2 separate regions of the Gossypium arboreum genome follow, and region 2 is linked to region 1. The links are chromatin contacts, called in public Hi-C maps. All regions are on one chromosome and are shown on one strand. The core of a region is the stretch at or near the end of the contact, and the rest is flanking DNA. Distances in the headings are between cores, read along the strand shown. Region 1 holds the start of LOC108477993 (putative clathrin assembly protein At1g25240). Region 2 holds the start of LOC108464911 (RNA demethylase ALKBH10B).

What was found. Hi-C and Micro-C count contacts between places; a contact is called where the count stands out from the background.
Region 2: a contact with region 1 is called in a Hi-C map of leaf, with 6 times the contacts expected there. The contact joins the promoter of LOC108464911 here to the promoter of LOC108477993 in region 1. A contact is called at or near these places in 2 of 5 Hi-C or Micro-C datasets (both in leaf).

Annotation. Positions count from the first base shown.
Region 1 is chr3:36,971,357-36,976,658 of ASM2569848v2, forward strand. It overlaps LOC108477993 (putative clathrin assembly protein At1g25240), which reads right to left and starts at 2,936. Exons shown (of 1, transcript XM_053025654.1): 1 at 1,172-2,936. The coding sequence starts at 2,608. The coding sequence ends at 1,445. It overlaps LOC108479534 (65-kDa microtubule-associated protein 6-like), which reads right to left. Exons shown (of 12, transcript XM_017782200.2): 5 at 5,246-5,302; 6 at 5,012-5,171; 7 at 4,752-4,903; 8 at 4,504-4,591; 9 at 4,350-4,423; 10 at 4,182-4,256; 11 at 3,537-3,898; 12 at 3,054-3,459. The coding sequence ends at 3,557.
Region 2 is chr3:37,797,388-37,802,689 of ASM2569848v2, forward strand. It overlaps LOC108464911 (RNA demethylase ALKBH10B), which reads right to left and starts at 2,714. Exons shown (of 8, transcript XM_017765196.2): 1 at 1,671-2,714; 2 at 1-91. The coding sequence starts at 2,277.

The sequences.
Region 1 (5,302 bases), core at 1,686-4,185:
CTCAGCAACATTTAGAGCATAAGCCATTAGGCTTCCTTCACAATATTTCTGTGGTGGTTGTATTTCTCGCCTTTTCCTGTCATGAGCCAACTTATAATTAGTTAAATGAGATGGTGAGGTACCTGAGAATCGGATGGAACCCTAAATAGATCTGAAACAGCTTTAAACTTGCAAGAATCAAAATTTTGTCATGTCACTAGACTCTTCGTCGGGATGAGACCTTTGTTCATTGTGTCCTTGTGACGTTGGACATTTACTTGTTGTGGCGTTGCCCTATGTTTCGAATTTTGACTCCACCTTGCTTGAGACACTCCAATTTTTTATGTCTTTAAAAGTAAAAGTCCCTTTTCTAATCAAAACGTGATAGATTCATCAAACGTAACATCGTTGCTAACAATTATTTTGTCGAATTTCGAACACGATAACTTAAAACCTTTTATACCGATAGAGTATCCCAGAAAAATGCATTTAACGACCATTGGTTCAAGCTTTCCTTGGCTAACTTTAGCATAAGTAGGACAACCAAAAACTCTAAGATTAGAATAATTGGGAGGATTACCTGACCATATCTCTTCTGGAACATTACCGTTCAATGCTCGATGAGATGCTCGATGAGGAGATCAATTTACCATTAACAACCCACTAACAACATGGTCCTAAGCTTAAGCCATGAACATAAACTTAAATAACAAAATGCCTGAAAAATAGCAACAACTTGAAACACAAAACAATATTAAAATCCACATCAGCAGCCCTAAACACGCCATCTAACAGTGCAATCAAAAAAAAAAAAAAACAGCGCAAAGGATTGGGTCGCACCCCCTCTTGGGATTTGCAAGGTTAACTTTTATGCTAGTTTCTACCACACAGTTGGTGATGCTAGCTTGGGATTCTAATTAGAGATGCCCAAAGTATGTGCATGAGAGCTTACGTTGAACGCCTTGCTCACATCAAATCTCCCTTTGTGGCGAAAGCTCAGGCGACTTTCCGCTCCCTATGACATGGGGTTAAGGGATATTGTTTTAGAAGGGGATTGCTTGGCAATTATCTGTAAATTATCATTAACAACTGAAGAAAGATAACTTATCAGTAGTTTAATTGTTGATGGCCGTTGGTCGGCTACCGGTTTCACCACCAACTTGTGGTAGTGACTTTTTCTCTGTTGATCCATTTATTATATAGATAAGATTACTATTTAAAAAAAAATTCGATGTCATATGGAACACACCTTAAGCTTGGACGGTGAATCCCCCCTAGTCGTACTATCCAAAAACATCACAGATAATGGGGAAGTTGAGAGAATGATATCAAATGGGGACAAATATAGAGAAGGAACAATCCGGATCACACCCTTTTTTTTCTTTACAATAAAGTAATCCAAAAAGAATTGATTGAATCCTGTTGAGACCAAAGCGAGAAACCAAATGAAGGAATGTTCCAACTGCTAAAAACTAATTAAATCTGGAAGTTCATAAGGATTATAAACAGGTACATTGTTAATGGGTACAAGAGGAAGTAGTAGATGATCTTTACCAGCGTCATCTTCTGCAACAATTTTGGTTTCATTAGAGAAACCATACTGTTTTTCATCGTTTTCATCGAAAACCACCCATTTGTCTGTAATTATCGTCCTCAAAGTTCCCCTTGTGTCTTCTTCCACAACTGCTGTCATTTCCATTTGGTTCATTTCCTCGAAACCCTCCTTGTAATTGATCGTCTTCTCTGGAACTGAAACCCCATTCATTATCCTCTCAAGTTCTTCAACATCTTCTTCAGGGATCCGAGTAACGGTGGGGAGTTCGGTGGAGTTTAGGACGCCATATTCCTTGCAGAACTCGAAGAAGAGAGAAAGCTCTTCACTCTGTTTCATTGCCTTTTGAAGAACCCTAAGCGCCATTGCCGCTTCATGTTTGGTTACGGAATATATTTTCAACGAAATCTTGGCAATCTCGTTGCAGATTATGCTGTAAACATCATATATCTCAATGATCACACAATCCATGGCTTCCATAATCAACCTAACCTTCATATTCTCCGCTCGAGGCCTAATGTGAAGCAACAAATCAAGCAAAGATTGCCATTTCTCCAATTTCAAAAGCTGTTGCACCAACAACGAACGTTCCTCGACTTTGTTGTTGTTGTTCTGATTATCTTGCTCCAAAAAAATGGCAGCTCTTTGATCTAGAAACGCAAAGTACTCACGGATGATACTATTGAAACCCCAGGTTTTGCTGGGCTTGGAATGTCCATCGCTGAAAGTGGAAAGATCAAAGGGTAAACGCTGCATCATTTGAACCACTGGTGCCTTGCAATGGAAAATGCCATGCATGAGCATCAACCCTTTAATGGCCACCACCCAACTCCGAGTCTTCTCCATCCTCCTAGACAAGGCCCATATAAGAGGACCTAGGCTAACGGGCGACGCTCGAATCCACGAAAACACAACCTGCGCACTCCTTTTATCAATGAGTAATTCATCGTGACTTGTGGCCTTTATAATGGCAGCCTCAAGTTCAGGGTTCCTAAAGGAATTCCTTCTGGAAACATAGACCACCACTATGCTGTTCTTATCTTTGACAGCACCAACGGCCCTCTTCCATAGCTTCATGTTTCTTCGACCTCAACCCTCCGTCGCCCTTACAAAGCAGCGGGTTTGTCAGAGGTGGTCTTGAAGCCCCTCTTTTTGTTTTTGTTTTTTTCTTAATACAAAATTTTGCTTCAACAAACCCAAAACCGACGGCCTATGACTGGATAGAAAACTAAGCTGTGATTTAGCCATGTCTGCCTGTATTTGCCATTTGTTAGCATATATCTTCGGACAAGTTTATAGTTGTTTCTCTTGACGCATTTCTATTTTGGGAACAAATGGCTAATTTCATATACCATGATTAGATGTTAAAAATAAAAATAAAAAACACTTGAATGTGAATTATCTGGTTGGCAACTTGCTAGAATCGGTGTTATACAATAAAAGAAAGTTAAATTTCAACTGCGTATACATGAATTATGAAATTGAGGAAGTGGTGTTAAAAATGCTTACTTGACATTAGAAATTTTAAACAAACAAGGATGATAATATAATGATGATCATACTAGAGTACAAGTATATACATTGCAAACATACATTCAAGCATGTATACGTACATTCAATACATTCAAGCAAAAAAATCCAGTAATACTAGTACTATCAATATTATCAGTACAACATGTAACACCACACAACAAAAACAAGTTAAAACACAATTTTCAAACTGGTTTCTTCATTTCTCCCTCTCCGCAATGGCAAATAACATCATTTCCATGCGAACGCCCACAAGTCAGTCACCTGTCCGACTCCTACCAATTCACAATCCGTACACTAATCTATCCATACTCTTTCTTTCGTATATTCACAACACACGGTTCTGCTTCAATTAATCCAGTCTACACTTATTGCAACTATATGATCCTATCCTCTTCCTGTGATTGAACAAAAATTGTTTTAAGCGTGTGAACAACATTAACAGAAGAGGTTCAATGTCGTAGGTAAAACATACCACTTCTGGATTTCTAAACTTCAGCTATGTGGTGGAGACCCGAGCTCCGAATCACATACTGAAGTGTATGTAGATACTGTATCTTCCTTTGATATGGCCACAAAGTTTATAGGTGCTGTAGACAACCTTCTCATTTCCTTGAAGTAGCCATTTTGGCGCCCCGAGTATGAACGTGGTGTAAGTAGCTCGGGAGTTGCTCCACCCACCGAGTTCCGACGAGGTGTACTGGGAGTCATGGATCCATTTCCATTTGCTCGATAACCGTTTGTCTTTCTGAAGCTGTTACTTTTCCTTGGACTAGGTTTTGACCCATAAATGGCTTCTCTCTCTGTCAGGAGCAGATCTTGAATCTTCTTTTGGTCCTGAAAAATGAATAGAAAAGATATTGGTTTTATGCATGTGTAAGTCGTAGAGATCAATGCACACATTCAATATATGACCTGCTTGGAAATAAGTCGTAGAGATCAATGCACACATTCAATATATGACCTGCTTGGAAATGCCATTCATTATATAAAAAGTCGCTTTAACAAGTTAAAAAGGAGATGAGAAAAGAAAGGAAAATGGACAAGGTACCAAAGGGCTAAAAGGTTCAGATAACTCGGCAACAATATTTGCACAAGCAAAAAAACATATTAAAATTACCCTGCATCTCTTCTTTTCCTCCTCTCTTTGTTTCCTTGTCAGCTTGTAGTCCTCCAGTATCGACACCAGTCGCTCCTATATGCATACAAGTATGTCATGTTTAGGAACAAGCTTATTCAGAAACAATTCCAAACGACAATGATTATGCAAGTTCACAGAATTACTGACCCCATCATATAGAAACAATGCCCTTTTTTCTTCTTCCCAAGCTAACGTTCTGTTGATCAGATTATCCACAATTGCTGCAAAGGGTACCACTATTTAGCTCAACAATACAAACATATCCATCAGAGACAGTTGGATGAATAAGAAGAATAAATACCCGGAATTTTGGTTATTGTTATTCGAGCTTTTTCTGCACGCTTAAGGTTAATATGTGCACCTCTCCCTGCATTGTACCGGTTTTCATCCTGAGATTCAAAATGAAGTTAACAACTAATGAATTAAAATTTTATATAGACAAGGTGAATCAGATGTACTCATTTTGACTCACGGAATAGTACACAAGCAATATTGAAGAGAGAAACTAAGATAGGGAAAACACATGAGACACACACAATGCTTGCTTACTTGATTGTAGTCTTCAAGCCAATTTTCTTCTTCACAAGCCAAAAGCCATCGATCTATTCTATCCATTATTTCTTTTCGACTCAGAGCTTCATCTTTAACTTTAGTTATCTGTGCTTCAATATTTGCTAAGAGTTCAGAAGGGTCTACTAGACCTGAACAACATTAGCAATATGCATCATTAACTATGTCAGCTGAAAATAGAATCAATAACAGTTTGTCTAACAGCAAGACATTGTGGCAAGGAAACACAAGAAAAATACCAGAATCAATCAATGCATTAGATTTCTCAACAGAAGTACTAGCATCAGGCTTAATATGAGTCATTCTGCAAATATCTTCCAACTCCGATCTCCTTTTCAAGACGAGTTCTTTCATTCTGCTAGCTTTCAATTTGGTGAGCCTTTCCACTTCTGCTGATGCCTGTCGAAAATACCAAAAGTTTGAGCACCGATATTCCAGTAATTAGGAAAAAACCAGATTGGTGTAGCTCAAACCTGCTCAATCATCTCAGTTGAAAGAACACCAGGTTCAGTAACTTCAGGTTCCGATAA
Region 2 (5,302 bases), core at 1,464-3,963, 830 kb after region 1:
TCGGTTCCAGGTTCCGTGTTTCCAGGTATAGTTCCTACCGAACTCCCTGACTTTTTTAAGCTGCTATCAGCTTGAGACTTAGAAGCAGCATCTGGGTTCAAAGCCCAAAAAAGGGAATGTAAATCGCAGAACATAGATTGTCAAGAACAATACATAATTACAATTAATGGGTGTCAACTAATTTTCTTTTGAACATTAATTATTATCCAATGTGCTATGGCTAAGAAAAGCTTGAAATTGTATCCAAAAAACCTTCATTAAGAGCAAATAAAAAATACCTGGAACATAAAGTTAAACCAGAATGACTGCCTATTGGGATACCTGTAACATTAAACCCCATCCAGAACACATTTCTAATGAAATTTGTCAAGTTCCTATTGGGATTCCTCTGAAGATAAAAGAATGTCAAATAAATATTCTACACAATATGAAACTTCTAAGTTATTTATCGCATCAAGTACACCCTGACATGCGCACATATAACTAATAGCAAATTTTATATGAACCTTATCTTGTGACTTCTATATAAATGGAAGTTTTCTACCAGAAAAGGTGCTCTAGACTGAGGTCCAATGGATCTGGGTGAAAAACATATTAGATTCTTGAAGTATGATATGGCCATTTTCAAATCCGGCCTTTCTTCTAACTGTTGTTCTTTTCTTGGGAGCTGGCCATGGATATCAACTAGGAAATAGTCGATCACTATTGGAGGGAGAGGTGTTACCTGGAGGGTGAAGTCAAGTGGGTGTAAGGTTTGATTTTTCTTGAACAGAGAGGATTGATGTGGTTTTAATTTATCCTATTCTAACTTCGGGTTTATATTAGGCATAAAAATATCTTATTATATCCATGTACAAAGTTACTAATTATGCATATCACATTATCATTTACCATAATAAACCATATGAAAGAAAAACAACAAAGCGCGGAATAGTTATCAAATGCACATCTCTTATTTTTCTTTCACCCATCTCTCAAGTGGGTGTAGGTATGATTTTTTCTAGAACAGCAAGGAGTTGATGAGGTTTTTAACCTATGCCATTCAATTAATTTTTGGTTTATATTGAACATAGAAATAACTTATTATATCCAAGTACTAAGTTACTAACCATACATTTCATAGTATCATTTACCACAAGCATATATTATTTCAATAAACACACACACAAACACAAAACAGAGCACAGACTAGCTATTAAATGCATGCCTCTTATTTTGTTTTCACCCATCTCCCACGATGCCACTCTCAGATGTAAAAAGTACCTGCCTTTATAAATCCACTTGCAAACAAATAGTGCAACTTTCAATTAGGTAGGTATATACATATTAAGGTCAAAGCGGGAAATAGAGAACCTGATAGCAATTTCCAAATAAGAAAAAGCTCGTTTTAAACATTAAATAAACAATTTCTTGTTTGGGATAATATGTCTAATCCAAGAAAGAAACATGCATATGGCAACACCAAGCTTTTTAATCAAGGAAATAGTTGATAAGTCAGCAAAATCAACACCCAAAATCCCATTTAGAAATACAACTTTCAATCATCCCAATCAGAAACCAAAAACCAAACATAAAAAGATACAGAATACAAGGTAACATTAACTGAAAATTTTAATGTTCACACAACGTAAATAAAAAAGATAAAGAAAGAAACATAAACCAAAAGTTACCTTTTATATCCTCCGAGACTGCTGAAACTTTATTCTCCCCACACGATTTATTGTCATCACATTTCTCAGTCTTCCTATCGTTTCTGTCTGAAATTGTGTTAACAGTCAAATTCGCATCATTATCCACGCCAGAATTCTGCATTTCTTTAGCCACCTCTAACCTATGCCCCTTAAACCCAAAGCCAGATCTTTTGTACTCTTTTCCCCCAAGTTTCCCTTGATCATACGGCCTTTGTCTCCTTCTCCAGGAGACCTGTTGAAGCGCGTAGGAGACCTCAGCAACAGAAAAGTACTGCTGCATATGAAGCACGGGGTTCCAATTAGATCTCCTTTGTTGAATGCAAGCAATCACGGCTTCATACTCCCCTACTTCTCCAACCTCACGCAAATGTTGACAAAGAGAGTCAATCATAGCATTGGCGGCGGCGAATTCCCCTCGCAACCAATAGATGAAGCCATCACGCTCATCGGGGAACCATTGCCGAGGATGGTGCTGGTGGATCTCACCTCCAGCAGCTCCACCTCCGCCGCCGCCAGCTCCTGCAGCTGGAGGAGCAGCAAACTGCATTTTATCAGATGAAACTACATTTCCCGATGGCATTGCCATTGAGAAAAACTCCCTAACCAATCGAGGAAAAAGAAATTTAAAATACCCCAATTCAGATCTAACTAATTCAAATCCCACAAAATCCAACCAACACTAAAAATTAATTTAAAATAAGATAGAATTGAGTGAAAGAAAATTTAGCAATAGAGTTTTAATCTTCGATTCCAATTGGATCTAATAAAATATTTAGAATGAGAAAAAAAACTAAGGAGAAAATGGTGGTCTAGTTTAGTCAGATCTGGAAGCTAAGTCTTTGCAATGCTCTTTTTTTGTTGTGTGATGGGCGTGTGAAGTTACAGTAAAAGAAAAGTGTGACGTGAAGATGGGGAGTGTCAATGCTCAATTTTTTTAAAATAAAAACACATCTAGGGTTTGATTTTTTTTCATTATTTTAAGTTGAAAAAGGAAAAACAAAACTAAAAAAATTGCTTCTTCCTTACGCATGTGGATGGGCTTAAATAGAGTCCAAACTTTTTTTATTTTTCAAAGATTTATATGTATATTTTGAGATTTAAATAAAGTGGTTTAAGAACGTATACAATGTGTGAAGAAGCCACCAAACTGAAGCTGAATCACATATGCACAATATTTTGTTTTTTATTGATAATTCGCAAATTGAAGGATATTAAAATTTTATGGTTAAAGATTTATTTTGATGTTTTATATATAAAATATTTTTTATTTTAATTTTTTGATTTATAAGAAGAAAGTAAAATTGAATTGATTCAAATTCAAATCACATTTGATATAATAAATACCCTTAATCATTAAGACATAACATGTGATTCAAAGTATATATTTTCATTTAATTTTTAGATTTAAGGGTGGAGGCAACCACTAAACTCTTTTAGAAATTAATTAAACCCTAAAACCATTCATCCATTTAATGTATTAATTAATATAATAGAGTAGTGTTGAATATACTGATGAAATGAAAAATAAATGTTCCAAAAACAATTTGTTGTTAACGAATTCGGATAATCCCTCAACAACACAAATTACATTCATCTTATTTTACTAACATTTCAAAAATGATATGGTTTAAAAAAAAACCCTAATCCATCATTGGATTATTGAGAAGAAATAAAGTGGAACATTTGTAGAATTCACACGTTTGATCAAAAGTCTTGAAAATGATCTCCACAGGATTTTCCAGGTTTCAAAGAAAAAGCAAAAATAATGATAATTTATTTTTTTCGGTGCATGTTTGTAAAAAAAAATCAACATTGATACTTAATGGAAACAATTTGAGGAAAGATTCATCCATGAAACCATGATCTTATGGAATATTTTTTATGATGGTTGTTGAGATTTATAGATTTAGTATGTTTAACCATTGTCCTAGATCATTATATGATTTATCCTATTCGTTATGTATTTTTGCTATTACTTTCTGTTTTGCAACCCATGCTTTGTAATAAGGTATAATGTAATCATATTTATTGCGGATATTAGTAACAAACACACGAATTTTAGGATTCGCTTTCACCACGTGTAAGATTAATCTGTTGTAATTTGATATGTCAAATTAGGCTCATCGGCACTCTTAATGAGTTTATTCTCAAGTAATTTTAATGTCTTTTTCATGGTTTTCATTTATTTTTCGTTCTTTAGCTTTAATAAGCTCTTCATGCATTTTATGCTTATTTTGTCCTATTATGAGACCTAAATTGGCCAAGGGCACCATTTGGACCCTAATGAGTGATTGAATGCTGCAGGAGCATGTTGGTGACCCAAAATTGAGTGGAAACCATGCCACAAGCATAGGTATTGCAACATCATTGTTTGAAGGGAACAAAAAAATGACATTAGGTGTAGTTTTTATCCACCTAAAGCACCAATAAAATAAAAGACGTTTAGAGGCATTTTGGTCATAAAAATAGGGTTATAATCAACTTTAAAAGCCACTTTTGGCTGAATGAAAAGGGGAGACTTTTTTTGCTTTGTTTTCTATCATTTTTTCCTTAATTTTAGGTTAAGGTTAGGATTTTTCTTTTTATTTTTGGTTTAGGGTTTCTTTTACCTTTTTAGAGTAGATTTTATTCTTGTAGTTTCTTTCTTCTTTCTTGTAAAAAACTTTGTAAATGAAAATAGAGGAAGCTTTTGGTTGTCATTGGTTCCACATCTAAATGAGCATTTCTTATCATTATCTCTATATTGTGCTTATTAACTGTTTAATGAAATATTTGTTTGGATGTTAAACATTATTATGTGCTAAATTATTGGATGGTTGGTTAATTGTTAGCTTAAATTAATGTCTATTCTTGGTTGATTGGTTGTTCAATTATATTGAAATTCTTAATACGTTACAATTGACTCCTCTAGCGGAAAACATAGATAAATAATACCGAGATGAGAGTTTATCCTTAGATAATTTGATATAATCGTGCTTAGGTGAGACCAAGAGGTAATTTTAGGTGGTATCTTTTAGTCTATGATGAGAACGAAAAGAGATTCCTAACTAAGAGTGGAAACCAATATAATCAGTGTAGGTTCATTAGTTTAATTAGCACTCAACTAATCAATCGACCATCATTTAAGCATTTATATTATCTAAAACATTAGGAAGAAAGTTTAGCTTAGTTAGTTTAATTTATAGTTTAATTTTAGTTTATAAAAAAATTTATTTGGTCTTGCATTAATAATTTCTGACTCGATTAGATTAGTAGTTGCTTAACTTGTGATTAACTTGATAAACACATTTACCCACTTGGCAATCATTTGGGTTCGATCATTGGGATACTTGAGTGTCACATTGGCACTACAAAAATTACAACTAACACTATACGCTTGCAGTTAAAACCCATTCTTTAAATTGTTTCATAAAATTGTTTGTTTTTCTGCACACAAATGCATGTGGGTCAAGTTGTTGGCACCTGATCTACCACAAATCGATGTGGCAAATCAGGCTTTTTCCAACACACTTAAGGAGCTTTTTCTCAAGCAAAAAAAGAGTTTTTAGTATAGTTTTTTCTTATGTTCATTATTTTCATATTTTTTGGGTAATAATTGAAAATATCTCGTT